Regions from separate parts of the Ovis aries genome. Here region 2 is linked to region 1. Evidence: chromatin contacts called from public Hi-C data. All regions are on one chromosome and are shown on one strand. The core of a region is the stretch at or near the end of the contact, and the rest is flanking DNA. Distances in the headings are between cores, read along the strand shown.

Region 1 (5,741 bases), core at 330-2,829:
AGCCCTACAGTCTGCGACAGCTGAGCGCAGCTGGGCTCGCGGCCCGCATGCCTGAGCTTTGACCACTATGGGGCGCTGTCGGGGCAGCAGCCGGTCCATCGGCTCTGTACTTGATTACGTCCAGTGCCCATCTCCCCTGTCATCCCCAGAGGTTGAGACGGCCCCAGTCTCAATTGGGAGTTACTGGTTGCTGGAGGGAGGCCAGGAGAGAAGTCCTAACGGTATGGCCAGGAACCCAGCTGATGAAAAAAAAGCACGGAACCAACATTGTGTGCACAGGATTGTGAAAGCTGAAGGCAACACTGGCTTGCGGTTGAGGTCAGGGTTCATTGACAGAGGTCTCGGCGCTGCCTGTTGGTAGAGCCTGCAAGTCCGGCGAGAGAAGGGGGAAGGGAGAAGGAACGTAGGTGGCTCTGTAGTGAGACTGGGGGTGGGAGAAACAGGGAAATTGAGAAAGAGATTCTCAGACGGACGAATAGAAATCCAGATAAATGCAGGGTTTCCACAGAAAACAGAGGCAGAGATTCACCGAGAGCTAGAGAAACACAGTCACAGAGCTTGAGTGCGACAAACGGGTACCAAGACAGAAAAAGATCGGATACAGGCAAACTCAGAGATGGGCCGGTCCGCGCTCTCGAAAGACGACCGAAGCGCCCCAGAAAAGCTTTCGGAAAGCGGGCAACGGGCACGCGACGCGCTCCCTGGGTCCGCGCGCACAGTCTCCCATCTGGAGTCCCGCGGTGTGGCAAGGGGATGGGGTCCCCTTGAGGCGGGGTCCAGGCCTTGGAGGGGAAGACAGGGGCGCAGCCAGAATCGCTCACCTCTCCGAGGCCCGAGGCTGAGAACGCCAACTTTGTTCCTTGCGATCACTTAAGCGCGTCTCGCCTTGGGCCGGAAGCCGCTCGGGTTCCTTCGGGCCCCGCTCTGGCGGCTTTGGTCCCGGCGTCTCAGGCTCCGCTGGTGCGGCTCCAACCGCGCTTCGGCCTCGGTGGCCCGGGCGCTGCCTTGGGGAGATGACGGGTGGGGGACTATCGCTGCTGCTCCCAGCTCCAGCTGGCACCCGCGTGAACCCTTACCATCCAGGGCTGAGCGCAGTGAAGGCAGCGGCTCCAGGGAGCGAGGGTTTGCGGGATGGGCTAGAGGAGGATCTGCCTCCGGCCACCCGAGCAGCGCTCCCGCGGCGGCGGCTGTTTGTTCCCGCCGGGCCCCTCCGCCGAGGCGCTCTGCCCGCCCCCGCCAGCCCCACCCCGCTCGGGGAGCTCCGCCCCGGACTCGCGCTCTTCCGCCTTAAGCTGCCGCCAAGCGGGAGGGACTAATCCCCAGACCTCTCCAGCCCGGGGCGGGGGAGGGGGGGCTAGGGGCCAAGAGCGGCAGAGTAAGGGGGGGCGCCTCAGCTTCTTCCGCCCGCGCCCTGGGCGCTGCCCCCGGCTCGGGCTCCCGGGGCAGCCGAGAGAGCCGTCGCCAGTAGGGTACTCACCGAGAGATGAGAGCGGCAGAGTGAACCACGAGGGGGCGCTGCAGAGCTGGGGGACACCCCTCCCCGCCAGTCCTCAGTCCCCCGCCCCCTCCCCGCCCGCGCGCAAAACACACTCGCCCCAGAGGCAGCGCGGCGGAGCCCGAGCCGCGGCCGGAGCGGAGCCGGAGAGCGGCGGTGGCGGCGGCGGCACCATGACCCTGGGCAGCTGCTGCTGCGAGATCATGTCCTCCGAGAGCTCCCCGGCCGCACTGTCCGAGGCCGACGCAGATATAGACGTGGTGGGCGGCGGCGGCGGCAGCAGCGGTGGGGGGGAGCTCCCTGCCCGCTCTGGGCCCCGCGCCCCCCGGGACGTGCTCCCCCACGGCCCCGAGCTTCCCCCGGAGGAAGCCGCGGGGGAAGCCGTGGAGGACGAGGAGGAGTCCGGTGGCTGCTCGGACGGCGAGCCCCGCGCTCTAGCGCCCCGAGGGGCGGCGGCCGCAGCGGGAAGCCCCGGGCCAGTCTCGGCGGCGGCCCGGGGCGCGGCGGGGCCCGGGCCAGGACCGCCGTCGGGGGGCGCGGCAACTCGGAGCCCCCTGGTGAAGCCGCCCTACTCGTACATCGCGCTCATCACCATGGCCATCCTGCAGAGCCCCAAGAAGCGCCTGACGCTGAGCGAGATCTGCGAGTTCATCAGCGGCCGCTTCCCCTACTACCGGGAGAAGTTCCCCGCCTGGCAGAACAGCATCCGCCACAACCTCTCGCTCAACGACTGCTTCGTCAAGATCCCCCGCGAGCCGGGCAACCCGGGCAAAGGCAACTACTGGACGCTCGACCCGGAGTCGGCCGACATGTTCGACAACGGCAGCTTCCTGCGGCGCCGCAAGCGCTTCAAGCGGCAGCCGCTGCCGCCGCCGCATCCACACACGCACCCGCACCCCGAGCTGCTGTTGCGCGGCGGGGCTGCAGCGGCGGGGGACCCCGGCGCCTTCCTGCCGGGCTTCGCGGCTTACGGAGCCTATGGCTACGGCTACGGGCTGGCGCTCCCGGCCTACGGCGCACCCCCGCCGGGCCCAGCCCCGCACCCGCATCCACACCCGCACGCCTTTGCTTTTGCCGCCGCCGCCGCCCCTTGCCAGCTGTCGGTACCCCCGGGCCGTGCCGCGGCGCCTCCACCCGGACCTCCGACGGCCTCGGTGTTCGCGAGCGCAGCCTCGGCTCCGGCCCCTGCGCCTGCTCCGAGCGCAGGGTCGGGCCCGGGCCCCTCGGGCCTGCCAGCCTTCCTGGGCGCGGAGCTTGGCTGCGCCAAAGCCTTCTACCCCGCGTCCCTGAGCCCTCCCGCAGCAGGCACCGCACTCCTGCGCCCAGGCCTCAAGACGGACGCGGGTGGAGGGGGCGCCGGGGCCGGGCAGAGGCCTTCCTTCTCTATAGACCACATTATGGGCCACGGTGGCGGCGGGGCAGCACCCCCGGGCGCCGGCGAGGGCTCCCCAGGGTCGCCGTTCTCGGCGGCGGCGGGTCCTGGGGGTCAGGCCCAGGTCTTGGCCATGCTGACTGCCCCGGCCCTGGCTCCAGTGGCCGGCCACGTTCGCCTCTCGCACCACGGGGACGCTCTCCTGTCCTCAGGGCCCCCGTTTGCCGGCAAAGTCGCAGGCCTCAGTGGCTGCCACTTCTGACCGTGTCGGGATCCGGGCCACTTTGAGCCCGCACTCCTCAGTCTCTCCAGGAGCTCCTGCGGTCCCAGCGGAACTCAGGGAGTCTATTTATGAAGAGTCTCCAGACCTTGGGCCGGCGCCCGTGGTTCCACGCTCGGAATCTCTCCGACAGTTGGGACGAAGCGGGCTTCATCGCTCAGGAAGAGGCCCGGGTCTACGCGACGAGGTCGCTAGCCGTGATCCCATTTCACTTGGAGCAGTAAAAGGGGGAGGGGATGTCTTCGCTTTTTCCCAGTCTCTGCGCCTCTTGGCAGCCCCGGAAGAATGTTTTCCCGGAGAGGTGCCTACCCAGGCCCGGGCAGATCCGGCCAGAAACACCAACTGCGCAGAGAGGTCTCCCCTTCTGCTTCTCCCTCACTCCTTCCCCAGCTTTGAGGCCCTGATTGTTCAATATTATAATTTAAAGACATCTATTATCTACTTTGTGCTTAAAAGGAAAATGCAACTTTTCTTTTCCCCTCTCGCTCTTCTCCAAAGCAGTTCATTCTTTCACGGAAGCCTACTGCAGTGTCTACACAGGCGGAGGTGAACGGAGAGGTGAAGCGAGGGTCTTCACAATGCCTGGGCAATCCCGAGATCCCACTCCATTGAGGAAAATCCTCCCTCTTTTGCGTCGGGGGCGCTTTGGAAGGAACTTTACCCCTTTCCCGTGGCCGGCTGGGTCCAGCCATCCAGGGCCAGCAGCCCTCTCCGCGGTCTGCTCTGTCCCAGGCCCTGGGATATTTATTGTAGCTAAAGGCAATGAGGTTGGGGTGGGAGAGGAGGGTCCGGGTCAGGGACCAGAGAGGTGGGGGTGGGGTGGGCCAGGGCACATCCTGTGGCAGGGGTCCTGTAACCATGTGTAAATATCTGTATCGCAGGCTGCTATCTGCGTTCTCTGTCCACTGGGTGTGCATTGATTTAGACTTCTGCAGTTGGGGAGACTCTGTGAAATCGTCTGATGGTCTGTGTGGAAGAAAAGAAAACCTGTCTCCCCCCACTCCCCATCAGTGTCAATTGAATAAATGTACGTGAACTCCAGCAGTCACCAGCTCTGTCTGCTTGCCTGCATTCCCCATTCCCGGTCCGGGGTCTCACAGACTCCTAGGCAGAGTAAGCAGGCCAGGCAGGCAGAGGAGGGCTTGGGTTTGTCAGATACAGGGGACACTGTGGCCTTGGCCTTCGGCTGTTAATAAGGCCAGGATTCTGGGATGCCTGTGACCCCTCCAGCACTTTCATTTTCGCTGTGGTCCTCAAATGTTTCTGCCTGGGGTGTCTGCAGAGAGGTTTTATTTCAAATGTACCTGGGGGATTCTCATCTCTTTCCAGTTCAGACTTAGCATGGCCTGGGCAGATCTGGGTGCCTCAGGCTCATGGACACTATACCCTTTAAGAACAATGTGAGTGAAAGCGTTTACTGATGCATATTCTGTAAGCCTTTCTGTGCTTCTGGACATGGGGGCTTTTATGGAGCTTGTGTTCCTGTTTGTCTGGGTGGACATATGGCCTTGTTTTTTGTCCTTTATTGGGGGGGGTGTCAGTTGTGTTTCAGGATATCTGTGTTTTTATTTCTGTGTGTACCTGTGACCATGTCTCTGTGTTTTTGATTCTCTGTCACCGTCTCTTTCTGTGTCCCTAAGAGGAGAGAGGTCTCTCTCTGGCCATTGTAGGGCATTCTTTGCATCCCCCCTAGACACCCCCCCCCCCCCGCCACACACACACAAACATGGAATGATTGGAGTGAAAGGCCTGAATTGAAAACTGTGAAACCCCTCTCTCCTCCAGCCAGAGAAACTTGGTGGTGAGGGCAGTATGAACTAAAGGAGAGGATCGGTGAGGCCTTGTTCTATTAAGGTAAACTTCCCGAATCCTTGAGCCTTGCTCAGAACCTACTGCCTGAGTGCAAAGCCATTGGGCTGGCTGGAGTCTTCCATAAGCCCTGAGTCTGGAACTCCCAGAGGCCAGACTTGCAAGTGTGTTGGGTGAGAGGTGATGCTTGGGGTGAAACAAAGATGGTTACTTAGCTCTTTTCTCTGAACATTCAACTAAGGTCATAGGAGAAAAAGAGAAATATGGAGGTGCAGTAAGAAGCAGTTCAGCCTTCAGAGAAAATAGACACATGCTGGGGTTGACAAGTCTGTTGGGAGACAAGTGACAGGAGGAAGAAGGAAAGGTCAGAGAATCAAATGTAGTGAGCTTGAGACAGGCAGACAAGGAGAAGCCTTACAGGCTGCTTTAGGCAAATCTCAGACGTTAGGAGCAGTAGGAAAGGAGGAAGAAGTAGAGGAGAGAGTACCCTGTATGAAGAGGGTCAGAATCAGGATCTGGGTGAGAACACACCAGGGTCCAGGAAGAGTGCTTGGGACTCCTAAGTCTCTTAACACCTTCCTCAGGTAAGGAGAGAAGAGGTTCCAGGCACAGATGTTAAATGCAACCCCTCTGCCAGAGGTGAGGCATCCTCTCCTCCATCTTGTTGAGGGTCTGCGGGAGTGGAGTGAGACTGAAGCACGGAGCTCCCTTCCAGTGATTTTATCAAATAGTCCAGGAGAAGGAAGGTTAGATTCAGTGGTAGATAGAGGGAAATGTCTGCTGAT
Region 2 (5,613 bases), core at 258-2,757, 280 kb after region 1:
AGGCCCTGGGTGCGGAAGTATGGGGTCCAAGACCAGGGGTGCGGTGGGGTGGGGAAGGAAGGGGGTGGAATCTGTGTGTGGGGGCTGGTGAGGGCTGGTGCGAAGGGAGAGCTGAGATCAGCACAGGAAGGTTTGGAGGCATCGGGGTAGGAGGGGCCAGCAGATGACGGAATCATGGGAGGGACCAGGAATTTAGGTGGGGGGGCTCTGCCAGGGTGAGGGCACAGACGAAGTCCCCCTCCCTAGACTCTGCTGTCCCAGGTGGCTAGCGGGAAGGGTCCACCGCGTGGCGCTGAGCCCCCTGTATTTTGTGTCTGAGGCTCCAGAACATATGGCCGACCCGTCCCCCCTTCTCCCCCAACCCCCGCCGAAGGGCTGCCATTTGGAACGCATTTACAGACACATGGATTGTTTTTAAGTTAATGCTTTTTAATTCACTCTGTTTCCCAGTTGTCGTTTTTTATTGAAAAGGCGGATTCTGCCGGTGTGTGTTCCTTTGCGGGGGCGGGGTGGGGGTGGGGGGTGCTTCACCAACAGAGATCCGAGGAGAGGCAGAGACAGAGACAAAGGCGGTGCGCGACACCGGGCAAGGAGTCAATAGGGTCAGAGAGCAAGAAAGAAAAGAGACTGGAGACGGGAGCGGGGACAGGGGGACACACAGAGACCCCAGGAAAGGGGAAGGGAGGGCAGAGCAAGTGTGCTGAGAAATCCTGCTCCGGGGGACCCGGGGCGGACCCTGCCACCTCCAGCTAAGGCTCCTGGGGCTTTTCCCGGCTCTCTGGTTCCCTTCCGCGTAGACTAGGCAAGTCGGCCGCAGGGAGTGGACTGGAAGTCGCCACGGACCGAGTACGCAGGACCAGGGGCTTCCAGGGCTAGGGATCCGCGATCCGACAAAGAGGACCGGGGAGTCGGAAGCGTTCCCCTCCTGTCTCCGCAGTTCTCTTAGAGCCGACCCCAATCCTGCGCTGCGGCTCTCCTGGCCTGCTGCGCCGCCTGGGACGGGCGCCCCGACCTCTCGGAGCCCTGGCTCTGCCACCTGTGGACAGAGAGGCCTGCTGCTGGCCGAGGGGCTAAACGGCTCGAGGGCGTGGGGAGCAGAGCTGCGTCAACACCGCGGCTCCGCGGTTAGGGCAGAAATCCTGGGATTTTCGGTCTGGGCCGCTGCCCCGGGGCGGGGGGTGCTGGTGGTGGGGGCTCATGTTTATGCAGGACTGGCGGGGATGGGAGACAGCGGGGCCCGGGCGCTTCCTTCCTTCGCAGCTGAGAACCATTTGGTTCTCCTCCCGCCGCGCCACCGCCCCTCTCCCTTTCCGCGCCAGGTTCGTGCTCAGACGCGTGAGTGTGAACACACACCCGCGGACACACAAAGACGCTCACAGGCCAGCACGTGGCGGAGGTGTAGACGCTGGGTGGAGGCGTGGGTACACAGGCGACGCGAGGTCCTGGGGACTGGGATAGAGCCGGTTCCCTGGGCGGAGAGGGTGCGTTCACCCGGCGCGGCTCTCAGGCCTGGAGCCTACGAACTGAAAAAGCCCGGGATAATTAGAGCTAATTACACGTGTGCACACAGCTGCAGGCGAGGGGGCCGTACGGGCCACCCCTCCCGCGGCCTGACTCCCGCGATCCTGCCCAGCGTGGCGGGAGGGGGGGGGGTGCATCGAGGTGCGGCTCGGAAGAGGCAGGGTGGGGGCCCGCGGGCGGAGAGCCCCCGGCGTCCGGAGTTGGGGTGAGCTCTCTGCCTCCAAAGAGAGGCCCCCATCACACAGCGGATGCGCTGCAGCCAGGGACGCCCAGGAATGGCAGTGTGGCCGAGCTAGAAGATAGGACCAGAATTGGGGTCCGAGTACCCTTGGCCTTAGGCCCAAGGCCTCCGGGCCCAAGCGGGAGGTCCGGACCTTATGGGCTCTTCGGCTTCGATAGTTTCAGACTCCTGAGCACTCCGGTCTCTGCAGAAGGCTCATACGTACCCAGTCGGCAGAGGTCAGTGCTGCCAGGTACCTGAGGCCCCTGGACCAGGAAGGGACAGTCCGGTGCTGGTGTCAGGAGACCATTCCGTGTATGCCCAAATGAGCCACAAGACCCCGAAAGAGCGACCTCTCTGAGCCTTCGTTTGCGCTTCTGTAAAATGAGAATGCGGAGATCCCTGCGTGCTGACTCCGAGGGGCTTCGGATGCAGAGTCCAAGAAGAGTGAGAAAGGGGCGAATTTCTACGTGGGAAGGAGGGTTTACAGTTTGCACTGCTAGTCTGAATGAGCGATCTCATTTTGTGGTTTCAGGAGCCTTTGGCGGACTGGGTTAGAGCAGCATCGGTGGAGGGAGTTGTATTTCTGTGTAAGTGACGCTCAGAGAGGTCGAACGTCTCAGGGGAGGTCACACAGCGGGGAGAGGCAGCTGACTTTCCGGACTTCACATTTCAAATTCAGACTCGGCGCAAGTCTCCTCCACCCCTCCTTGTCGCTCCTGGAACCCGGGCACCCCCCGGCGCTCTGCGGAGCCTGGTTGCTGTGAGTAAGAGTACAGAAAGCGATCTCTCGCGGTGGGTTCCGCCGCCCCAGCTCGCTGTGAGCCCATGGCGCCCCCTTGCGCTCGTGGCCGGAGGCGCACCCGGCTCCTGGCCCGGCCCCTGCCGTCTAGCATCTGACTCCTCCGCCTCTGTTTGCGATGATGCTGGAGAGGGTTGATGAGCTTCAGACAGGGTGACTGGAGGTCACACAGGGATGCGCTTCGTATACCGTGTACTTCGTAAACTGTAAAGCATGGTACGCACTCGGTCCCAGTGTTTGGACACCGCCGCAGTTTTCCATGCGCTTCCACCTCTGTTCTTGAGGTGAGTGAGGCTGGCAGGGCAGGAATTATTTGCAGTCTACAAATGGGGCAGCTGAGACAGACCCACGACCCACAGCCATTCACTGGCAAGGAGTGGAGCCGGCATCCAGGTTGCCTCTGCTTTCCTGCCTCCCATTGCTCCTTGCTCCAGTGGTGGCCTTCTTGTTCTCTTGGAGGTTAAGCAAGAGGACTTTGGAGTTAGATCTGGGTTGGAATTTCATTCTTGTACTGGCTGTGAGATTGCAGTCAAACCACAGAACCTCTCTGGGCATCAGTTCTGAACCTGAACACTGGGATGAGGTGCTTCTCAGACTGTTGGGGGAGGGGTGGATTAATGAGACAGGGGTCAAAGCTTGCAGAGCATGGAGTCAGGCGGCTGGTTCTGGAACAGTAGGTGCTTTCATCAGGGAAGATGGCAACTGCTGTGACTACCCCACTGGAAAGGAGGAGGGGTGGAGGACTGTGCTCCTCCTGGGGTGGATGGTAAGCCTGGCACCTCAGGGGTCTGACCACTTGCTGGGACTTGAGGAGCAGTGGTGGTGGCCTACTGCTCACTGCCTTGCAGTCCACTGACCTTGTCCAGGACCTTAGGCAGGTTCTGGGAGGGCTTCTCCTCATGAGAGGGGACACGCAGGCCCTGAGAAGGAAGAAGCCACTTCCCTAGAGCCACACAAGGAAAGATTTAGGGCTTGCCCCAGACACATGGAGGGTGAGGAGGCCGGGTGAGTGAGGGCTGGGTCTTGGTGGGGAAGTGAGCAAAGGAAGAGGTGGCAGGTAGGGTCCCTGCTCTATAGAAGATCCGAGAGGCTTCCAGGGGGGCAGTCTCCCCCTGGAGGCATCAAGGGGTGACATAGTAGAAAGGCAGGAGACGTATTTGAGGCGGGTGATAGGAACTGAAAGGGCAGTGGAGCTGTTAGCCCCTCCCTCTCTGGGGAGATACTGGGTCTCGGGGGCAAGAACCCTCCTCAGGGTGAACCAAAGCCAGTGTGGGGAAGGTGGGGCTTCCTGAGCTTGCTCAGGGGCAGGTGTCTGGGTGTGGATGTGAGGAACTAGCATCGTTGAGCCCAGTGGTTTGTGATCTTTTGAAGCATCAGGATGAGAGGAGGATTGCTTCCGCTCCTCCAGAGTTTCTCATGCAGGTCTGGCGTTAGAGTTGACATTTCTAACAAGTTCCTGGGTGATGCTGCTGGTCTGGAGACCAATTCTGCGACTCAGAGAACTTACCCTGAGGCTCCAAGGCTCACCAGCTCCATAGTCACAGCACGTGAGTAACTCTTACTCTGATTGGCTTCAGAGAGCACATCCTGGTTTGACCCATCCTCAGAGGTGCAATGTGGCTGGGCCTCCAAGCCCCTTCCTTCTCCCAGTTCCAACGCTGCAATGGCTCAACAAAGAATAACTTCTTCATCTGCCAGATAGAGCAGTCTGGCAGGCTTCCTGGAAGAAGTGGATTGAACTTGAAAGATTAGTAGAGGGGAATTAGGGCAACAGCTGGCTAGAGGCTGAAAGGTGGAGACTGAGACAGAGGAAGACCCTCCAGTGATTATGGGTTGTATGGCAGGGACTTGGGGTTCCTGCTTCAGTCTGCCCCTGAAATACACACAGCCCAGGACTGGGAATGGGGACCAGGGGGACTGTAATAAACACTAAAATGAATGAGCCATTGCCAGCTGGTCTGACTGGGAGAGGCCAGGGTGGCTGTAGCGTCCTTCTGCTGATGGTTCCAACAGAGTCCAGGCAGGACTAGCTTCAGCAGCTGCCCTTCCTGCCTTGGTTTCTCCATCTGAGGAATAAGAGTCATGTGTTTGCCGTTTCCCTGACCTTCCCAAGCTGCCAGCAGGATAATATATGGAAATTGCTTTGACCTCCTGAGAAAAGAGGGTCTCCAGGAATAGAAAGTTCAGCCACTAATCCTGTCCCCCCAGACTTCCCACTAATTCCTGCTTCCGATGTCAGCCTGGCAGGTTGAGTTTAGCAAAAGAAAGAACAACTTAGAGGGCTGATGGTTTTTCTAATGGCCCCAGTTCTCCAAACACGTCCACATGCAATCAACGTGCACACATAGCCTGGTCACAGGCCCACCCTCACCACATCCTTCCCCCATGCTCACTCACACACAGGCCTCCCGCGGAGCAGTCATAATTGTGGAGAATAATTAGAACTAACATTTGCACAGTGCCCTGCCGTTGACAGAGCAGTTCCACCCTGTACTTTTGTTTAATCCTCACAACAACTGGAGAGGCAGGGATTATTGCTATTATTAACTGAGGCTCAGAGAGGTTAAGTGACTTGCCCAAGGTTGCTCAGCTAGTAAATGATAGGCATGGCTCCAACTTGGGTCTCCTGGCTCTAAACGCTCTCCTCTTTCTGCTGCGCCATGCTCCTTGCTCCATGCTTTCATGCACTTTCCCTTTGTTTGCTCATGCATTCACTCTTTCACTCCACAAATATTTATCGTCGGTCATGCACCAGACTCTGTACTGCATGCTATCTGCTTTCCTACATCTTCTCACTTAATCCCATGACAGACTACAGAGCTGGGCACTTTTGCCGTCCCGGTTTTACGGTAGAGGAAATGAGTGCAGAGAGACTGAGTAAGGAGCAGAGTTGAGATCTGAGCCCACAGTGTGACTCGAGAGCTTGGGCCCCTGTGCACTGCTCCTGTGCTCATGCACACTCACACCTGGAACCACACACACCCACACACCCAGTCCCTACTCTCCTAGGCAGGGGCTAGGGCAGCAAGCGATCTGTCCAGCCCCAGATAGCAGAGCCTCCAACCTGTCC

What was found. Hi-C and Micro-C count contacts between places; a contact is called where the count stands out from the background.
Region 2: a Hi-C map of hypothalamus shows a contact between it and region 1, with 2.5 times the contacts expected there. The contact joins the enhancer-like site here to the promoter of FOXD2 in region 1. A contact is called at or near these places in 5 of 16 Hi-C or Micro-C datasets (hypothalamus, mixed tissues, skin fibroblasts and 1 more).

What each region holds. Positions count from the first base shown.
Region 1 is chr1:21,947,741-21,953,481 of ARS-UI_Ramb_v3.0, forward strand. It overlaps FOXD2 (forkhead box D2), which reads left to right and starts at 1,580. Exons shown (of 1, transcript XM_012106504.5): 1 at 1,580-4,188. The coding sequence starts at 1,669. The coding sequence ends at 3,129.
Region 2 is chr1:22,227,229-22,232,841 of ARS-UI_Ramb_v3.0, forward strand. No RefSeq gene overlaps it. Among named protein-coding and RNA genes, the nearest start is that of TRNAS-GGA, 12 kb to the left of the region's middle. Within about 2 kb of position 1,508, at least 6 of the 54 cell types and tissues checked have an H3K27ac peak or open chromatin away from gene starts, as enhancers often do. A contact at or near this core is called in hypothalamus, where this site is marked.